2 separate regions of the Mus musculus genome follow, and region 2 is linked to region 1. Evidence: chromatin contacts called from public HiChIP or PLAC-seq data. All regions are on one chromosome and are shown on one strand. The core of a region is the stretch at or near the end of the contact, and the rest is flanking DNA. Distances in the headings are between cores, read along the strand shown.

Evidence for each region. HiChIP or PLAC-seq counts read pairs in DNA pulled down with a chosen protein or histone mark.
Region 2: a contact with region 1 is called in an H3K4me3 HiChIP or PLAC-seq map of bone marrow-derived macrophages, with 4 times the contacts expected there. The contact joins two enhancer-like sites. A contact is called at or near these places in 2 of 484 Hi-C or Micro-C datasets (the N1E-115 cell line and bone marrow-derived macrophages) and 3 of 115 datasets of contacts at active chromatin or transcription factors (bone marrow-derived macrophages, pancreatic cancer cells and regulatory T cells).

The regions. Positions count from the first base shown.
Region 1 is chr11:51,799,506-51,802,205 of GRCm38.p6, forward strand. No RefSeq gene overlaps it. Among named protein-coding and RNA genes, the nearest start is that of Sar1b, 37 kb to the left of the region's middle. Within about 2 kb of position 1,421, at least 76 of the 459 cell types and tissues checked have an H3K27ac peak or open chromatin away from gene starts, as enhancers often do. A contact at or near this core is called in bone marrow-derived macrophages and regulatory T cells, where this site is marked.
Region 2 is chr11:52,064,719-52,067,418 of GRCm38.p6, forward strand. All of the region lies in intron 13 of Cdkl3 (cyclin-dependent kinase-like 3), which reads left to right. Among named protein-coding and RNA genes, the nearest start is that of Ppp2ca, 33 kb to the right of the region's middle. Within about 2 kb of position 1,298, at least 83 of the 459 cell types and tissues checked have an H3K27ac peak or open chromatin away from gene starts, as enhancers often do. A contact at or near this core is called in bone marrow-derived macrophages and regulatory T cells, where this site is marked.

The sequences.
Region 1 (2,700 bases), core at 171-2,670:
TCAAAAGAGCAATTTTGAAAAGTAAGCTTGCAGTATGTTTACACAGTTGTCAGTAATAGAAAGGAGAAAGAGTGACTCAAAGCTTCCAGTGGAGATGAGAGAAGCCTGTGGGATAAAGGGATTGGTACTGTTTACAGTTTTTGTTTTACGGTGCTGGGGATCGAACCTAGGACCTTTTGCATGCTGGGTAAGTGCTCTACTACTGAGCATAGCCTCAGCTTGTTTACTGCTTTCCTGTGGTGGGGGGAGGGAGGAGGGAAGGACTACACACCAGAGCACACACACAGAAGTCAACAGCTGGGATGCTGGGCCTCACTGTTCATCCCTATGAGGCAGGGTTTCTTATTCACCACTGTGTACACCGGGCTAGCTGGCCCTCCAGCTCTCAGCGATTCTCCCACCTGTGCAGGAATCCTGACTTTACAGAAGTGTGCTGTTACTGTGTCTGGTCTTAGGAGATTCCCCTCAGCTCCCCGTGCTCGCATGCCAAGTGTTTTACCCACTGAGCTCTAGTGACTGCTTTCATGAGCTAAAGAAAGTTTAATAAAGCTGATCTGTGGTGGCGCACGCCTTTTATCCCGGCACTCAGGAGGCAGAGGCAGGTAGATCTCTGCTTTCAAGGCCAGCCTGGTCTACAGAGTGGGTTTCAGGACAGCCAGGGAGGGCTACACAGAGAAACCCTGTCTCAATAAACCAAAATTTGGGGGGTGGGGGGAGAAAGAGAGAGAAAGAGAGAGGGGGGAGGGAGGAAGGAAGGAAGGAAGGAAGGAAGGAAGGAAGGAAGGAAGGAAGGAAAGAAGGAAGGAAGGAAGGAAGGAAGGAAGGAAGGAAGGAAGGAAGGAAGGAAGGAAGGAAGGAAGGAAAGAAGGAAAGAAGGAAAGAAGGAAGGGAGGGGCTAGAGAGATGGCTCAGTGGTTAAGAGCACTGATTGCTCTTCCAGAGTTCAGTTCCCAGCAACCACATGGTGGCTCACAACCATCTGTAATGAAATCTGATGCCCTCTTCTGGTGTGTCTGAATACAGCAACAGTGTACTCATATATATAAAATAAATAATTCTTAAAAAAAAAAAAAAAGAAAGAAAGGAGTCAGGCATGGTGGCACAGCCTTTAATCCCAGCACTCGGGAGGCAGAGGCAGATGGATTTCTGAGTTTGAGGCCAGCCTGGTCTACAAAGTGAGTTCCAGGACAGCCAGGGCTATACAGAGGAACCCTGTCTCGAAAAACCAAAAAAAAAAAAAAAAAAAAAAAAAAAAAAGGAAGGAGAGAGAGAGAGAGAAACATTTAATATGAAATTCAGTGGGATTGTAGCTCCATTTCCTCTGGCACATCACAGAAAGCTAAGAGGATGCTAATATGGCCAAGTACTGACATCACCTTTTTGGTCTCATCTAGGTCTTGGGTTTCTTTGCACCCAACCAGGCCTTAAGTTTGAGCTGGTTTCTGGTTTCACTTTCTGATTAGGAAGCCAGACCCGGTTGGCTGCAGGCTAGAGAAAAGCACTTTGACTTCCCTCCTGTCTAGGGTCTTCAGTGTGGAGAGGGGCACAGGGACCCTCAGTAAGCCAGTGTAACGGGCACTCTCCTGCAGATAAAAGCCCTGACACTCCCTCAGCTCAATGGCTTCTGAAGGAAGCCTGCTGGGGCTGCTTTCCTTCCCGACTGTCTGGCAGCAGATGGCAGGGCATGAAGTTATTTAGAGAACACTCTTAGAGTTTCTCTCCACCCCAGCTTCTATTTGAGGACAAGTCGAGAATCGACACGCCCCTCGGATCATCTGCCAGTCAGGTGGCCATGAAATTCCTCTTGGATTAGCTGGCCCTCACCTCAGTCCTGATTACCTGGGGCCTGGGCAGCCTGCTATGTAATCATCTTTTTGTATTGCTCTGGGCAAAACCAGGACCGGACACCTACTCACTGTTGATCTGTGGGCCGGTGGTGGGTGGTGGCCCGTGAGAGGAAGCCCCAGGGACCCAAAAGGAGCTTTACCTGCTCCCGACACCAGGCCCCTGTCATGTAGTCACAGCCTCCCATAGAGAGAGTTGTGGCCATCAGTCATGTAGGGGGAGCGCCCCCAAGATCTTCCACATGTAGATGAGGCATCCCTAACATTTCAGACCCAGCAAATAGGAAGCGCCTGCTGTCAGACCCCTCCACCCCAAAACTCTATGTAAGATCCTATCCGGAAGGAACAAAGGTGTGTGTGAGAATGACTTCATCGCCTGAAAGCATCTGTCACGTAAGAGCTGTAACACTTCCTAGGAAGAGAATGCGCTCTCAAAGCTCTCCTGCACCTTGCTCCTAGCTCAGCTCAGCACAGCACAGCACAGTGGCACAGCATCTCAGAGCCACAGTGGCGGTGGTTACAACCATTCTGTAATGGGCTCTGATGCCCTCTTCTGGTGTGTCTGAAGACAGTGGCAGTGTATTTTAAATAAATAAATAAAATTTTAAAGTTAAAAAAAAAAAACAAAATAAAGCAAAAACCTTGAAGATAAACCAGGCTTGCTGGTGGACACTTAAAATCCCTGAGCCTGGGAGATGGAGGCAGGAGGATCAGGGGTTTTTAAGTCTGGCTTAGATAGTTTCAGGCCAGTCTGGGATACATGAGACAGGCAGACACTTGACACACATGATGCAAGGCCAAACAAGAAGATTCCCTAACATGATGAAGATTTCCAGAAAGGGCTGCAGAGCTGAAT
Region 2 (2,700 bases), core at 48-2,547, 270 kb after region 1:
GTTATGTCTGGACTCTGAAGCATCGGCTGCTTTTCCCTCCTTTTCTTTTGATTTTAAACACATTCGTGGAGTTTTAACTACCCCAAAGCTTTTCTAAAGCTTGTGCTAATATCACATACACTTCTAAAATTCAATGCTGCTGTGTAATACTTGGGTGTCAGGAGCCATGTGGCTAGCACAGCTCTGCTGCTTTCTGCATGTGTTGGAGCATCAGAGGGACTGTGAATTATACTGAGAAGGGAGCAGAGCCAAGCAGGTTGGTGCATACCATTAATCCCAGCACTTGGTAGGCAGAGGTAGGCAGATCTCTATAAGTTAGAGGCCAGCTTGGTTTACAGAATGAGTTCCAGGACAGCCAGGGCTACATAGTGAAACCATGGTTTCAAAAAAACAAAACAACCAAAAAAAAAAAAAAAAAAAAACACCAACAAACAACAACCAAAACAAAAATCCCAAAATCTTGTAATTTCTTTCTTTCTTTCTTTCTTTCTTTCTTTCTTTCTTTCTTTCTTTCTTTCTTTTTTTTTTTTTTGGTTTTTTGAGACAGGGTTTCTCTGTGTAGCCCTGGCTGTCCTGGAACTTACTTTGTAGACCAGGCTGGCCTCGAACTCAGAAATCCACCTGCCTCTGCCTCCCAAGTGCTGGGATTAAAGGTGTGCGCCACCACTGCCCGGCTTTGTAATTTCTAAGTTTTCTAATTTTTCTTTGTCACCTTTTGAGTAGTGACTGTCTCTACTGTTCTCTACACCTTAATGTCTGCCCTACTTTTATTATTTTTTTCTACTCTGTTTTAATATCCTCTCCCCTACCACATGCAAAGTCTTACTTTTATAGCCTAGACTGGCTTTTAATTCAGTGTGTAGCCCAGGTTGTTGTAGTAAATTTCCAACCCCAATAAGCCCATGCAAAAACCACACAACTCAGTTATTATATGTATAACCTGTAGGCCTAGGTTGGGCAAATCTACTATTACACTAATCTGTTTGCAGCTATGAGATCCCTTGTTATTTGTAGCTTCTCTAGGCCATGTGGTTCTGCTCCATCTTTCTTCTGTTTCTTTTCCCTTCCTCTCTTCTCTAAAACCTCCAGCCCCACCTTTCCCTTCTACTGCCCAGTCACAGGCTCTAGCCTTTATTTGACCAGTTAGACTGGGGAGATGCTTATGTGGGGTCACCTCAGTAATCCACTCCTCCAGGGAGCCCCTCTTGAAGAAGCAGAATTAACATCAGAATACAAACGGCACCAGAGCAACCCACACCACCAGGCTAGCCTCAAGCTGCCGAGCCTAACTGCGGAAATCAAAGGTACACAGAGCCTCACTTAACCGCTTCTGCTTATTTCTACCGTAGTTCACTGAATAACAGCTCATGTGCATTTCTGTTAATAAGAAGCATGTTGATGCCACAAATTTGCCTCTAGGAACAACTTTAGCTTTATCAGACAAGGTTTAATACATATCCTTTTCATTATTGGTGAGAGTATATTGTAGTTTCTACTCCAGTGACTTCTCTGCACTGTGTGTTATTTGTAGATGCACATTTCTTAACTTATAGCCACACGGGAGCATTTGAAGTTGATAGTGTAATTAGAGGATGGTCAGAGACTCTGCTCAGTAGTATTTTGCTCCTTTAAAATGTATTTAATTTGGTTTAAATAGCAGCATACAGTAAGTGTTTGAACTTGAAAAACACATGCATTCTGTAGTTGCTGTGTGCAGTATCCATTAGGTCAAGAGTGGACTTGCCTCCTTCTGGTCTGCATATCATTTTTTGACCATTTGACATGTGCATAGTCTAACAGTTTTGAGGGGTAATTGTTAAAAATTTCCAAGTATGATTTGTAGTGAGAGCTCTGGAGTTTTGGTCTCTTTAAACACAGTACTATAAGAATCTGCTTTCATTCTAATCACAGGTGTAGGGATGTAGGGCTGCTTTAGACTGTCCACAGCAGCTGACTAGGAGTTGCCTCATGCGCTAGCAGATAGTCAGCTGTAGGTTGTTTCTGCGATTGTGTGACATAAGGAATTCTGGGAACTTTTCAGAGGCTACATAAATGCTAGGGCCCCCAAGGCAGTATTGGAGGTTGTTGGTCATTCAGATTGCAGTTTGTTAGTAGTCAAAGAAGAAACAAGAAGAACTAGATTCAGGAGTCAATCTCCCCCTCCCCCCTCCCCCTCCCCCTCCCTCTCTCCCTCTCCCTCCTCCCCCTCCCTCTCTCCCTCTCCCCTCCCCTCCCCTCTCCCTCTCTCCTGTATTCTTTCTCTTCTATCTAGTGATAAGGATGAAACCAGGGGAATAGAGTGGAAAAAGAAGAACCCATGAAGTAGCTAAATCCAGATATAATAATTGTGGATTTGTCTGTTTAATTTTTTCACATTTTTAAGTTTTAATGTTGTGTCTATATAAATAGAGGCCCAAGACAGCTTTTCGGCGTTGTTCGTCTCCTTCCCCAATGTGGCTCCTGGGGCTTGAACTAAGGTCACTAGGCTCAGGCTTTATCCACTGGTCCATCCTGCTGTCCGGTTCTTTTAAAGCATCGTCGAGGCATTTCATATTAGGTTCGTAGAATTTGCTATATTTTCTTGTTGAACTGCACCTCTTCACATGTGTTTGACTTACCAGAGCAAATCTAGTTTGTGTTTTATTCTTGAGGCTCAGTGAAACAGCTCAGAATGCTCTCCCACTGCTCTCCCCGCTCTCG